Regions from separate parts of the Xenopus tropicalis genome. Here region 2 is linked to region 1. The links are chromatin contacts, called in public Hi-C maps. All regions are on one chromosome and are shown on one strand. Each heading gives the region's core, a stretch centred on a gene start, on an enhancer-like site or on the middle of the called end of the contact. The rest is flanking DNA. Distances are from core to core; before and after follow the strand shown.

Region 1 (7,647 bases), core at 2,887-5,386:
TCTGGGCACACAATAAGCTGTACCCTCATACTGTACTGTCTAAGGGAAACAATATGGCACCTCCCTCCCATATGTATAAATACAAATATACAGAGAAGAAATGTTCTGGGCACACAATAAGCTGTACCCTCATACTGTACTGTCTAAGGGAAACAATATGGCACCTCCCTCCCATATGTATAAATACAAATATACAGAGAAGGAATGTTCTGGGCACACAATAAGCTGTACCCTCATACTGTACTGTCTAAGGGAAACAATATGGCACCTCCCTCCCATATGTATAAATACAAATATACAGAGAAGAAATGTTCTGGGCACACAATAAGCTGTACCCTCATACTGTACTGTCTAAGGGAAACAATATGGCACCTCCCTCCCATATGTATAAATACAAATATACAGAGAAGAAATGTTCTGGGCACACAATAAGCTGTACCCTCATACTGTACTGTCTAAGGGAAACAATATGGCACCTCCCTCCCATATGTATAAATACAAATATACAGAGAAGGAATGTTCTGGGCACACAACAAGTTATACCCTCATAATGTACTGTCTAAGGGAAACAATATGGCACCTCCCTCCCATATGTATAAATACAAATATACAGAGAAGGAATGTTCTGGGCACACAATAAGATATATCATCATACTGTATTGTCTAAGGGAAATGATATGGCAGCTCTCATTCATACCTATAAATACACATATACAGGGTAATGTTGCCATGTCTATCCCACACAATTTACAACCTACACCAACAAAAAAAGTTCCAAAACCACTTTTTTTTTTTTTTATAAATTAAAAAAAACATTTTATTGAATATCAATAAAGTGTGTAAAGCTATAAAAAACACAGATTCCTCAGTACAAAATGTGGCACCTTTATAAAAAATATATAAATACCAGTGTACCATTGAAATGTAAACATTCTCAGGAAGGGTTACGTAAAACAATATTTAATAAAAAAAACAAAAAAATAAGAAAACGATGCATCCGCTTGGCACCTGTCAGAGGCCATAAATAGTCTTTTTTTCCCCCTTTTTTAAGTTATGTCTCGTCCACCTGTCTTGGGTTGGCTTAAGTTATAACCGCCCATTGTTCTCTGTGCCAACTGCTGCCTTTCTGCTCCCTTGAAAGGCACTAACAGGTGCCCGATTAGGCATTGCTGCTCTGTAAACAGTATTGTGGTGTGAAGCGCTGACTCTTTATGACCACCATTGGGCCGTGATTGGTGGGGGGTGAAGGGTGCTCAGAATGCTGTGGGGGAACAGCAATTTTTGCATAGATTAAGCCCCCGTCCCTAAGACCAGCGTATAATGGACTATGCAAAGTGTATTGAAAGCTTGAGCATTGTCCATTATGTGCTATATACTAACTTACCTTGCCCCGGGGCATCTTTTTGGGTGCCCAAGGGCATCTTTTTTTGGAAGCAAGAGTGCCATTCACCTTTTACTTATACATATATATGTAACACTTTCCATTGCTCCTTCATAAAAACAGATTTCAGTCTTTTCCCACCCAACAATAAAACACCCCCTCTGCCCAGATATATGGCATATAAATCCCAGATGTGCCCGTGGCAAAGAGGGATAGGTGGCAGGCTCTCTGTGATACTGCAATAAGGCATTCTACGGTTGCATCATAGACAATAAGGGTCCGTATAAGTGTCATAAGGTTTGAGGGTCCCCCCCCCAAACGAAGTGATTGCATGTGAGCTTGCTAAACAAATTTAGCAATGGCATCATTTAAAGAAAAATATTATATTTATATATATCCTGCCAAAAAATATACAGGAATTTAAAGAAGTCCATTGTGCTTATAGTCTTTGATTTTAGTGGGCTCCCGTGCACCCTGTTTCCTCGTGCTTGTGAAGGAGGGACATTCTGGAGAAAGTCCGAGAGCAGTTTTTGCACTGGTACTTTTTGACGTCGGAATGGGTCTGCAGGTGGGCTCGGAGATTGGAGCGGTCGGCGAAGGCACGGTTGCAGTGCGTACAGGAAAATGGCTTCTCTCCTGCGAATGGAAATAAAACAGAATAAGCATCAGAATGGCCAAGGGGGACAGTCGGCAATTTCCTTCTACATGGGACCACAATGGACTTGCACAAGCATGAAGCAGAGCAGGTAAAAGGAGTGGATGTTTAGTAAACAGGGGTGGGGAAGGGCAATCTAAACAAGGGCAGGTGGGCTAAGAGCACTTAATTACATTTGCGTTTGGGGGTCTTTTCATGAATTGCTAATGGTGCGGTTTGGAGCTCAAGAAGTGTTTTGACATTCCTAGGGTGCCCATTTAAGCTTCTCTTGGAAGAGGGTGTGAAATCAATAGCCCCTATACTTGGGAATGAATGGGCTGAGTTTATTGTACGAGCTTAGGATAAAAGGGGCGGCCCGGCAGCTGGAAACACACTTAGTGAGCTGACAGGTGCACTGCACAAACACACCCTCGCCACATTCATAATGCTAAAGAATAGAATGCAGCCATGCTCTTATAACCAGCAGCTCTCACTTGCAAGGCACCCACCTTCAAAGGGTTTTCTTATACCCAGTGAAATACTATAACCAGCAATCAACTCACTTAGTGAGACCTTTAAAGGGCCATACAGTTATTCTTTTCTACAAGCTGCATGTGTATGCCAATATTTATGTATTACTGGATGTTGTACTTTAGATGAGTATAGAGGATGCTGCTTACCTGTGTGTGTTCTAATGTGTCCCTGTAATAACCAAGGTCTGGAGAAGGCTTTGCCGCAGATTTTGCAGACGCAGGGCAGCGTGTGGCTCCTGATGTGCATTTTTAGGGCCCCCAAACTGACGTACTCCTTCTCGCAGTATTTGCAACTGAACGACTTCCTCGCCTGGGAATCACAGTGCAACTGTTTGTGCTTGGAAAGTCCGGCAAAGGTGGAGTAAGACTTGCTGCACTGATTGCATTGAAATTTCTCCGCTTCTGTGGCGGACGATGCGGGGCTGGGAGGGTCTGAAGTCTTGCCCCCTTCGTCATCTTCACTGGAGAAAGACGTAAGGTCTAAGGGCTTGGAGGAATCGTCGCTGCTGGAAGGGCTGATGGGAGACTTTTTGTAGTCAGGCTCAGAGGTGAAAAATGTTGTGAGTAAACTAGTGTCCCAGACAAGAGGTGTGTAGTAAGCTCCTGTGGTTAAAATCTCTGGCTGGGGGATCACAGGAAGTGGGTACTTGTCATAGATGAACGGTGATATATACACTGCAAGAGAGGAGAAGGGGATTAGATAGAAGCCAACAGGGTGGCAATAATGTAGCCATGTAGAAATGTCCTACTGCATATATATACTGCACCCATGTACAATGAACTAATCTATTACTATTGTAATGTACACAGTTCCATACAATTACAATGCATACCCAGACACTCATATGCACAGCCATACACTTAACTGTAATAATAATAATATATATTTTCAATACATTTTTGATAAAACATTGAAGGGTGTGCTGGCCACAGATGATTATTTTCTTTATATACATAATTTTGGCTATGCACCCCGCAGAATATTGAGCCTTGGAGTGCGGACACCATTTGGATTAAAAAAAAAAAATCAAAAATAAATATATATATATATATGGCATGTAAACCCTTACATGTATTGCTTCCCCATAGTATTCTAGATAAGCTGCACACCCATTCACAACTATACAGTAACCCATGCAACTATATGCAGAGCAGCAACATAATATACCTCTATACAATTCCAAGCAAAACTTCACACACAGATAGAATGCACTGTTCCCATACAATATCTGCACACCTGTATGTGTTTCTATATATAAAACATATCTAACTGCCCATTATTTCAGATTTGCCCAAATACTATTTGTTTCCAGCAGAAACTTTTTAAAGAAAAAAAGTTTTCAGCTTCCCCAGAAATATCCCAAACGATGTCAAATACAGAAAGAAGACGCAAAGCGATCGCAGCTACAGTAACCCCTACCTGTCTGGCTCTCCAGCTCGCTGTAGTTGGGTTTCTTGCTGGCAGAGAAATGTTTCTTGACCAGGAATGACCGCGGCATGTTGCTGAGCCGGTGAGGGGGTTTAGCAGCCGATGAGGGGATTCCTGGGTTCGCAGTCGCAGAGAGGCAGTCGCATAGGGCTGAAAGCGCTGGGATTTGAAGGCACGCATTGCTGCGGCCACTCCGGTAACTAATAAGCAGCCTGCGGGACGGGGGCGCGGCTATGTTAATGAGCCTTGGCAGCTCCCCGGCCAATGAGAGTGCGGCGGTGGGCGAGTCCATTGGGGAGGGCGGGGGGTGGCGCTGCCTCCCCTTTCCAGCAGGTGCCTGCAGCAGTGGATTTTGGATGGTGCCTCTGGCAGCGCTTTCCTCTCTCCTCCTCCTCCTCTCACTGCAATAAGGAAGATGTGGGCAAAGTGCCCTCCCACCCCAATCCCACCCCCCCAGCCAGCCTGCTCTACCTGCACTAAAGGCATCCCCTACATGCCCTCTCTGCTCCAGTTTAGCGATCATTAACTGCGCTGCCAGATTATACTCGCACCATGGGGGGGCTTTTAAAATAAAGTCTTGATCCCCTTTGGCAAAAGCTGGGGCTCTTGTTATTATCTATACATCGTATTGAGACTAGAGAAGGGGCCATTGTGAGGCTCCCAGTCCCCTGCCCCAGACAATGCCAGGCTCTTGGCTTTAGTAAATACCATAGAAAGCCCCCAAATCCTTCGCTAAAAAGTGTTTGTGACCTGTGACTATTGACTTTGGCTACTTGAATAGGACTCTTGGCTTGTTACAAGTATAATACAGTCACATGATCAGTAGCCAACAAGGGCTCTTCCCTCATTAAGGGGATACATTATTTACCATCCAAACCAGCATGATTTTATATAAGGAATTGATTGTTTATCCTGCCATGTGTTCTGGGGTTATTATACACAATACTGACACTATATTAATTCTTATGTGCCCTGGGGGTATTATACATGGAATTGGCACTGTATTTATCCTGCCGTGGGTTCTGGGGTATTATACATGGAATTGGCACTCTATTTATCCTGCCATGTGTTCTGGGGTATTATACATAATACTGACATTATATTAATTCTTATGTGCCCTGGGGGTATTATATATGGAATTAGCACTGTATTTATCCTGCCATGTATATTGGAACTATTATACATATTATTGACACTGTATTCATAATTATGTACCCTGCCTGGGGGTATTAAATATGGAATTGGCACTGTATTTATCCTGCCATGTGTTCTGGGGTATTATACATGGAATTGGCACTGTATTTATCCTGCCGTGGGTTTTGGGGTATTATACATGGAATTGGCACTGTATTTATCCTGCCGTGTGTTCTGGGGTATTATACATAGAATTGGCACTGTATTTATCCTGCTGTGTGTTCTGGGGTATTATACATGGAATTGGCACTGTATTTATCCTGCCGTGTGTTCTGGGGTATTATACATAGAATTGGCACTGTATTTATCCTGCCGTGTGTTCTGGGGTATTATACATGGAATTGGCACTGTATTTATCCTGCCGTGTGTTCTGGGGTATTATACATGGAATTGGCACTGTATTTATCCTGCCGTGTGTTCTGGGGTATTATACATAGAATTGGCACTGTATTTATCCTGCCGTGTGTTCTGGGGTAATATACATGGAATTGGCACTGTATTTATCCTGCCGTGTGTTCTGGGGTATTATACATGGAATTGGCACTGTATTAATTCTTATGTGCCCTGGGGGTATTATATATATGGAATTAGCACTGTATTTATCCTGCAATGTATATTGGAACTATTATACATATTATTGACACTGTATTCATACTTATGTACCCTATCTAGGGGTATTAAATATGGAATTGGCACTGTATTTATCCCGCTATGTGTTCTGGAATGCATTGTACAGGGCAATGTTCAGTTCAGTATAGCCAGAGCAGAGAATTGACCCCCTGCAGGTATATAGATAAGGATCCTATCACTCTGAAATCTTTGGTGTTTGGATTCAGATTATTGAAAGAGAGGGAGAGTGTGTGTTTGTGTGTTGGGGGTGGGGAGTGGTGTCCTGTACATTAGAGCACAAATTAGTGTGCTGTTCCCACATGCCTTGACAAATCTGCACTATCCAGTCTGACCAACCCTAGTACAGTGCACCTACCCACTTAAGACGCCAAATTCAGCATTTTTTTTTAGCTGTTGGTTTTCCATTGCAACTTGATGCAGGGAGTCAGAATAGCTCTACATTTATAGTCAGATTTTGGGGTGCAATGGATACTACAGTATGGAAGCACCCCTGTGGGATTTTACCCCCTTGTCCTGCATGAAAGGGCCCAGGCAATGGCTTGAAGTGCTGTAACCTGAGCCGGGCCTGTTAGCGTAATGCTGGGAGGGTTAGTGGGGGGATTGAAGGGTCTTTGACTCAGTAAGAGGCACACGTGTGCTGCAGATGTCACCTGTTTTTTCTCTGCATTCCAATGACACCAAAGAAGGGACAGGTGACACCCACAGCAGAATCCTGTCTCCTAGTCTCCTAGTGGCCTAGCCCCCACCCTGGACTTCCCAGGGCCCCTCTTCTCTTAAACCATGGGTGGGTGGGAAAGGGCCACAGAGCTGTCTCTGCGTGTGTGCACAGATGATGCTTTTGCATAGACAGTCTGTGTTTTTACAGGGACATATACATGGAGTGTCTCTGCACTGCCTCCCTCTTCAACTGTGGCCCCTACAGTCAATGATTAAGCTTTTATTGTTGTTTTATTTCATTAAAACTTGGGGACGTTTTAGTTCTGAATTTGTAAATTGAAGCCAAAATTAGGCAAATTGTAAGGTTCCTAAAATATATACACCTAATATATATATATATATATCTCTAAAACATCAAAAAAGTCTAGAACTAAAAAAAAAAAGTTATACAACAGCACCCCTATTGGTCAGAAGGGTGATGGCACCACTGTGTTTTTTCTCTTTTTTGGGTATGCCTTAGCCTAAACTGTATTTACATTACATTAACATTTATTTATAAAGCGCCAACATATTCAGCAGCGCTGTATGGCAGAAGGGGAAGCAGTGTCCCACATACAAAATAGCTTTATACACTGTACTCTCTAACGGAAACAATATGGCACCTCCCTCCCATATGTATAAATACAAATATACAGAGAAGGAATGTTCTGGGCACACAATAAGCTGTACCCTCATACTGTACTGTCTAAGGGAAACAATATGGCACCTCCCTCCCATATGTATAAATACAAATATACAGAGAAGGAATGTTCTGGGCACACAATAAGCTGTACCCTCATACTGTACTGTCTAAGGGAAACAATATGGCACCTCCCTCCCATATGTATAAATACAAATATACAGAGAAGGAATGTTCTGGGCACACAATAAGCTGTACCCTCATACTGTACTGTCTAAGGGAAACAATATGGCACCTCCCTCCCATATGTATAAATACAAATATACAGAGAAGGAATGTTCTGGGCTCACAATAAGCTGTACCCTCATACTGTACTGTCTAAGGGAAACACTATGGCACCTCCCTCCCATATGTATAAATACAAATATACAGAGAAGGAATGTTCTGGGCACACAATAAGCTGTACCCTCATACTGTACTATATGGAAGAAAAATATGGCAGCTCCTAGC
Region 2 (7,647 bases), core at 2,544-5,043, 170 kb before region 1:
CTCTCAAATAAACAGGCACATTTGTTTGTCCATTTCATTTGTTTATTTCTGAACTAAAATCAAGACAAAGGATGGACTTCAACCGATCCCTGAAAAAAAAAATAGACGTTTAGCAAATCTATTACAGGAAATGATACATTACATTTTCCAGCTGTAGGGCTGGGCCAGGGCCGCGCAGAATGCGTGCGATATTTATTAAAGGAAATAATACTTTGAATTTAGTGAGATGTGTTTCCTGATAGGACAGTCACGCCGTAGGCCGCCTCGCTCACATTCGCAGCAACAGGAAGTTCAATAAGTGCTATGGATTGTGAGCTCCCGACTCAACGGCTTCATTAAAGGCACACAGGCCTAATTGTCATTTCTAAAGGCCATTAAGGAAATTTAAAGAAGCAGTATGGCAAAGTATATGTGTTTTTCTTTCATAAGGGAGTTACAAAGAGTTGACAGAGTAGGAATTCCTATTCTAAGTATGGGACCCTGTGCTCCACTATTTACTTAGTCAACGGAGGTAATTAACTAAAAGAAAAACACGTATACTTTGCCATGCTGCTTCTTTAGATTTCCTTAATGGCTTTAGAAATGGTTAAAACAGTTGGTAACAGTAGGCAAGATGACAACAGTAGGGTATTATGGGGGCAAAAGGGCATGATGTAAATAGCTGGGCAAGATGGTGATAGTACAGTGAGATGGTGACAGTACGGCAAGATGGTGACAGTATGGCGAGATGGTGACAAGATGGTGACTGTACAGCAAGATGGTGACAGTATGGCATGATGGTGACAGTATGGTGAGATGGTGATAGTATGGCGAGATGGTGATAGTATGGTGTGATGGTGATAGTATGGTGAGATGGTGATAGTATGGCGAGATGGTGATAGTATGGTGTGATGGTGATAGTACGGCGAGATGGTGACAGTATGGCAAGATGGTGACAGTATGGTGTGATGGTGATAGTATGGCGAAATGGTGACTGAATGGCAAGATGGTGACAGTTTGACAAGATGGTGATAGTATGGCTAGATGGTGACAGTATGGCGAGATGGTGACAATATGGCGTGATGGTGATAGTACGGCGAGATGGAGACAGTACAGCGAGATGGAGATAATACGGTGAGATGGTGAAAGCAGGGCAAAATAGTGACAATAGAACAAGAGAGGGATGTTAGGTCAGGATGATAACTGTAAGACAAGATGGTGTAAATAGAGCAAGGTGGCAACATTGGGTCAGACAACAGGGCAAGGTGGAGCGAGGAGGGCAGGACAGGAACAGTAGGACAAGACAGAGACAGTTGGGCAAAATGTTGACAGAAAGGCAAGAAGGTCAAAGTAAAGTGGAAAAGAGACAGTGGGGGAAGATTGGGACAGTAGGGCAAGTTGGTCAGAATAGAGCAAGATGGCAACAGTAGTGAAGGACAAGCTGAGTAAAGTATGACAAAAGCATGATGATAGGCATGATGGTAAAATCAGAGTAAAATGGAGACAGTAGGACAGCAGGACAAGATGGTGGCAATAGGGTAACATGGCAAAAGTTCTAACACTTTAAATATTGTATATATTTGTCTCAGTTTCACTGACAGTTAAAAGAGAAGTAAGGGTTGAAACCAAAAGTTAGGCACCCCCAGTGACTGTATTTATTTACTTAATAGCTCTGGCCACTGCTCCTGTTGACAAAAATCTACCCCAGCCCGGGGTTCTTCTCAGTGGCCACCACGGAGCAACCCTCTTCCTGCTTCTCCTTTCTTTCAGAGGATTGCTCTGTGGTGCTCACTGGTAGAATCCCAGGGTAGGGTAGTTTTCTCAGTTTAGGTATTAGGTATTAGGTATTAGGTAAGTAAATACAATCGCTGGGGGGTGCCTATAACTTTTGGTACCCCCCCCCCCCCAGTGATTTCATTTTTCCTTCTCCATTAAAGCACCTGAATTTTCATTGTGTTTGTTATGTCGGCCATGCTCAGAAGCACATCCCTGTGACTCAACAGAAGCACCCCATACTGTGATTGGACTAGAGGTTTAGGCAAGGGAAGAGAGTCCTGGTGCAAGGCTAGAGGCCCACTGGAAAACCTCCTTTTATTCTGGTTATGAGAATGCTGGGAACTGTTGTTTAGCCACATGATCAAGTCAGAGCTTTTCAACCTTGGATCTGTGAGGAGCACCCAATGGCTCCTCTCTTTGCAGGCACCTTGATGCTTTATTTTGCCCTCACAGGATCAGACCCACACCCAGAATATATTGTGCTGCCAAGCTTGCTATTCCCAGTACCTGTCACTCTCGTTACAAAGCTCAAAGCATACAGGAAGGCCCTGAACACTAACACTAATCCTAGTTAGAGATGTAGCGAACTGTTCGCCGGCGAACTAAATCGCGCGAACATCGGGTGTTTGCAAGTTCGCAAATTCGCAAACTTTTCGTGATGTTCGCAATTTGGGTTCGCCGGCACCGAAAAAATCGCAAAACTTACGATAACGGTACGAATGCTCCGAAAAAGTCGCAAAACTTACGATAACGTTACGAAAGCTCCGAAAAAGTCGCAAAACTTACGATAACGTTACGAAAGCTCCGAAAAAGTCGCAAAACTTACGATAACGGTACGAATGCTCCGAAAAAGTCGCAAAACTTACGATAACGGTACGAATGCTCCGAAAAAGTCGCAAAACTTACGATAACGGTACGAATGCTCCGAAAAAGTCGCAAAACTTACGATAACGTTACGAAAGCTCTGAAAAAGTCGCAAAACTTACGATAACGTTACGAAAGATCCGAAAAAGTCGCAAAACTTACGATAACGGTACGAAAGCTCCGAAAAAGTCGCAAAACTTACGATAACTTTACGAAAGCGCCGGAAAATACGAAAAAGTCGCAAAATTACCGATCATTTCGAAAAACGGCGTGTGTCAATTTTTCAGAGGTTTTTGCCCTTGATCCCCCTCCTGCATGCCCCTGTCCAGGTCGTGGCACCCTTTAAACAACTTTAAAATCACTTTTCTGGGCAGAAATGGTTTTTATAGGTTTTAAAGTTCGCCTTCCCATTGAAGTCTATGGGGTTCGCAAAGTTCGCGAATATTCGCAATTTTCGGCGGAAGTTCACGAACAGGTTCGCGAACTTTTTTTTTGAGGTTCGCTACATCCCTAATCCTAGTGTAGATTCTCTTGGTTAGAAGGGTCACTTGTCACCTTGAATCAATTCTGCCCCAGGAGGAAAGATGACTATAAACATGTTTGGTCTTTTTTATCTAAGGTCACACAAACTGACAGTTGCCCATTCCCAATGTGAGTGCCACAGAGGCACATGGAGCAACTGAAGTTGTTTCTCCCATAAACCATGTTTCTCTGCTGTCGGTATCCTGTCCTGCTTCCCCAGTTGTCTCCTACTGTCTCCTACTGTCTCCTACTGTCTCCTACTGTCTCCACCTTGTCTCTATTTTGCTCTGCTGCTTCCATCATGTTCTAATGCCTCCATTTTGCCCTGCTGTTGTCACCTTATTGTATCTGCTGTCCCACAGAAGGGAGTGCATGATGTATTACACCGTGACAAGTATCTGTCTCTAAAACTTCATTTTAAGATGAAACCCATGGCTGTTAAGAAGGCCTCTAAAGAAACCTAAAATAAATCAAGGGTAGAAATTGTACCGTAAAAATTGGATTTTTTTCAATTATTTTCTCACCGGAGAGAAAGGGCTTAGGAATGCAGCCTGGCTACTTACCAATTAGTACCCACTGAGGACTGCTCGGAATAATTGCCCATGACTACCGCTATTCAGAACTGTCAGAGCACTGCTTGGGGACAGAGAGACAATGAAAGGACTGAGTAGGATGCAGGCCATGCTGGGCACCTATTACCTGGGGTCATATATTTAGCTCTGAAGAGAACCCCAAGGCTCTAGCTGCCCTTAATTAATAATGTCCCATCAGTGTGCCCAGCATCTCCCAGAGATTGTAATTATATGTCTCCTCTCCTCTCTTTCTCTGTATTCCCATCAGCCCTGGGGCAGGAACTGGAAACAAAGAAAGGCACATTGTACCCCTGGATCTCTCCAGCTGGGAAAGAATTTGCTCAGTAGACATGATCTATCTATCTATCTATCTATCTATCTATCTATGTATCTATCATCTATCTATCTATCTATCTATCTATCTATCTATCTATCTATCTATCTATTCATCTATCTATCTATCTATCTATCTATCTATCATCTATCTATCTATCTATCTATCTATCTATCTATCTATCTATCATCTATCTATCTATCTATCTATCTATCTATCTATCTATCTATCTATCGATCTATCTATCTATCTATCTATCTATCTATCTATCATCTATCTATCTATCTATTTATCTATCACCTTGCTATGAATTAAGGGGGGCCAGCCTTGACGCCAGTTAGGGTTAGATTTTGGGTGAGTGCTTATTTGTGCCCTGGGTACCCCTGGAACTATAGCAGGGTGACTGTTACCCCAATGTTTCTATATATCTGTAACCTTGTTATGGGCTAAGGGGGCCCAGCCTGAAGGCCAGTTAGGGGGAGATTTGGGGTGGGTGCTTATTTGTGCCCTGGGTACCCCTGGAACTATAGCAGGGTGACTGTTACCCCAATGTTTCTATATATCTGTAACCTTGTTATGGGCTAAGGGGGCCCAGCCTGAAGGCCAGTTAGGGGGAGATTTGGGGTGGGTGCTTATTTGTGCCCTGGGTACCCCTGGAACTATAGCAGGGTGACTGTTTTCAACCCAACTTACTATGTTACTATGTTACTATGTTACCCCAATGTTTCTATATATCTGTAACCTTGTTATGGGCTAAGGGGGCCCAGCCTGAAGGCCAGTTAGGGGGAGATTTGGGGTGAGTGCTTATTTGTGCCCTGGGTACCCCTGGAACTATAGCAGGGTGACTGTTACCCCAATGTTTCTATATATCTATAACCTTGTTATGAGCTAAGGGGGCCCAGCCTGAAGGCCAGTTATGGGGGGATTTGGGGTGAGTGCTTATTTGTGCCCTGGGTACCCCTGGAAATGCAGTAGGATTATGGATAAGAGAATATGTTCACATAAATGAATGGCAAACCACAAAGAGGGCTCAAACCTACAGCAGTGTTTTAGAAGATCCCTTTTTTTTGCAAGTGCTTCTGGGAAGTCTTTTAGATGTCTCTGAGCCTGTCAGTTACACTATATAGAAGGGTCTTTCTCTCCACTCCAACCCTGCGGGCCGAATGCTTCCTACTGACCACAAGCTGGACAGCCTTAGGCTACCCTATCCTCAATGTGTCTCCCGCAGACACACAGTTATCTGTATCAAAGTAGCAGAGTTTAGAGTCCATAAGGATTTTACAAACTGAATGAACAAAGAGTAAAGTCTTCCAAGCTGGGGAGTGAGTGTCCAAGTATTTAAGAGAAAAAGAAAATTTCCAGCTCTTACATCAATGTCAGTGTGTCCCTGCCAAGGCAGATCCCAGAAGAGAATCCTCCGAGGATGATGTATTTTGCAAAATAGCACTTCATCTTGGTATCTCATCTGCAAAAGCCCCTGGATTTTCTGTTACATGGAGTGTAGTACCAACATACAGTACAGCTCAGGGTGTAACCTCTTCACTGCCCATGTAGCACATAGCAATTCAGCATAGGCACTATTGCACTGCTGCTAAATAAATATATCATAAATATATGATGATGATGATAAATTATGAAAAGAATGGTGCATATGGGCTATTTGCACCAAATTTCTGCACATTGCATCTATATAATCAGCCCTTAAGTCTTTAGCTCAGTAGCAGTCAGGCCTGGACTGGGATACAAAATAGGCTCTGGCATTTCAAGTACCCAGAGGCCCAAACAGCCCCCCCAGCCCAATAAATAGTGAGTGTCTATGGCATCTTACAGCAGCCCCTCTGGCGTTTGCCAGAACCCACAGATTGCCAGTCTGGGCCTGGGTCCTGGCATTCCAAGTACCCAGAGGCCCAAACAGCCCCCCTTGCCCAATAAATAGTGACTGTCTATGGCATCTTACAGCAGCCCCTCTGGCATTTGCCTGAACCCACAGATTGCCAGTCTGGGCCTGGGTCCTGGCATTCCAAGTACCCAGAGGCCCAAACAGCCCCCCCAGCCCAATAAATAGTGAGTGTCTATGGCATCTTACAGCAGCCCCTCTGGCATTTGCCTGAACCCACAGATTCCCAGCCGTGCCCCCCCCCCCCCCCCCCCCCGGGTTCCAATACCTATGAGTGCAGCTACTGTTGCTGTGTAAAAGGCCAGATTACTCCCATACTTCATGTATTGCTTATTCCCTGTTCTTGCGCAGCATAATCTAGCCCCTGGAGCACTATTATTGTATAATGAATCTTAACATGAGAGCTGCCACACATTCTAATAAATACATATATGCACTTTGGGGGATAAATAAGATTTGTTGTGCAGAAGAACCTAAATATTCTACTTAAATGCTACTTTAATATTCCTAAGAAAGATGGTAAAGCCATTCTATATTGTGGGTGTACTTCCCCTTTAATGACATCTTCCCATTTCCCCCTTTCCTCTTTTACTCTGCTCAGCGGGTCCCATCTTTCCGCTCCCCCGTATGATACTCTGTGCCGGCTGGGTGGTTGCCTGAAATATATACAGTTGGCAGCGGCATCTGAGAAAGTCATTTCAAATTTATTTTGTGAAAGAAAGAGAGGAAAGAAACTGATGCTGTAAATGCCAAACCACGTAACTGAAATCGCAGATGCGTTTCACAGCAATTCCTCGCTTCCTCCAAGGACGATGGCAGTGGTTGGAGTTATACATGGAGGCGCCACGGCTTATTTTATTCCTCTTAAACTAATTTGCAGTAAAGAGTTCCCTTTCAGCCCTGCCCGGGGGAGTGTTTGATCCCCCTGTCCTGGGACGTTCTACACCGCGAGTTGATTCAGAGCTTCCCAGTGATCCACTCAATAGCTGGAAGGCAAAGGCGTTTTATTCTGCGCTTGGGGGCTTTATTGCTTTCTAGTTACAGTTCTGTGCTTGTAATTTGGCTTCCATAGCACCGGCTGACTGCAGCCTGGAATTAGTCATATCAATGGTACCGTTATTAACTGGAGCTCTCTCTTGCCACCTAGTGGTTACCTTTATACAGGTGTAGTGCACAGGTGTAACGGGCAGGTGGATCAAGAGATTGATGTCCCAGAAAGTAAATCTTCTAGTAGTCATTTAAAAATGTACAGACATACATATTGATTTAAACAGTGTTAGTAGCTTTTACTTTTTTCCATGCTCCAGAAATGTAGTGTATATATATTTCTATATATACAGGCTTTCTATCAGCTACCATCACTATTTTGTATTCCAGCTCTCTCCCAAACTGCCCCTTGTAAGAAGTGATAAAAGTCTTCTGTTAGGGATGCACTGAATCTTGGGTTTGGTTCAGGATTTAGCCAAATCCGATCCCTTTTCAGTAAGATTTGGCCAAATCCAAGTGCCTGGCCGGACCAAATACTAACCTTCAAAATCATGTGTCTTTTGGTCACATGAATAAAGAAATTAGTAATTATTTTTTAAATGCTATGTGTGTGTGATTCTTTTTAACCCTTCCTTTACCCAATTTGCACATGCCAATTAGCTGGGTCGGACTGGGCCGCAGGGACACCGGGTGGACCCCAGCGGCAAAGGCCTGAC

The links. A called contact is a pair of places that touch in the nucleus more often than the background predicts.
Region 2: a Hi-C map of neurula embryo shows a contact between it and region 1, with 5 times the contacts expected there. The contact joins the enhancer-like site here to the promoter of snai1 in region 1. A contact is called at or near these places in 2 of 5 Hi-C or Micro-C datasets (gastrula embryo and neurula embryo).

What each region holds. Positions count from the first base shown.
Region 1 is chr10:36,195,638-36,203,284 of UCB_Xtro_10.0, reverse strand. snai1 (snail family zinc finger 1) reads right to left here and starts at 4,136. Exons shown (of 3, transcript NM_203936.1): 1 at 3,969-4,136; 2 at 2,696-3,223; 3 at 785-2,017. The coding sequence starts at 4,047. The coding sequence ends at 1,836.
Region 2 is chr10:36,366,002-36,373,648 of UCB_Xtro_10.0, reverse strand. No RefSeq gene overlaps it. Among named protein-coding and RNA genes, the nearest start is that of ube2v1, 94 kb to the left of the region's middle. Within about 2 kb of position 3,793, at least 1 of the 11 cell types and tissues checked has an H3K27ac peak or open chromatin away from gene starts, as enhancers often do. A contact at or near this core is called in neurula embryo, where this site is marked.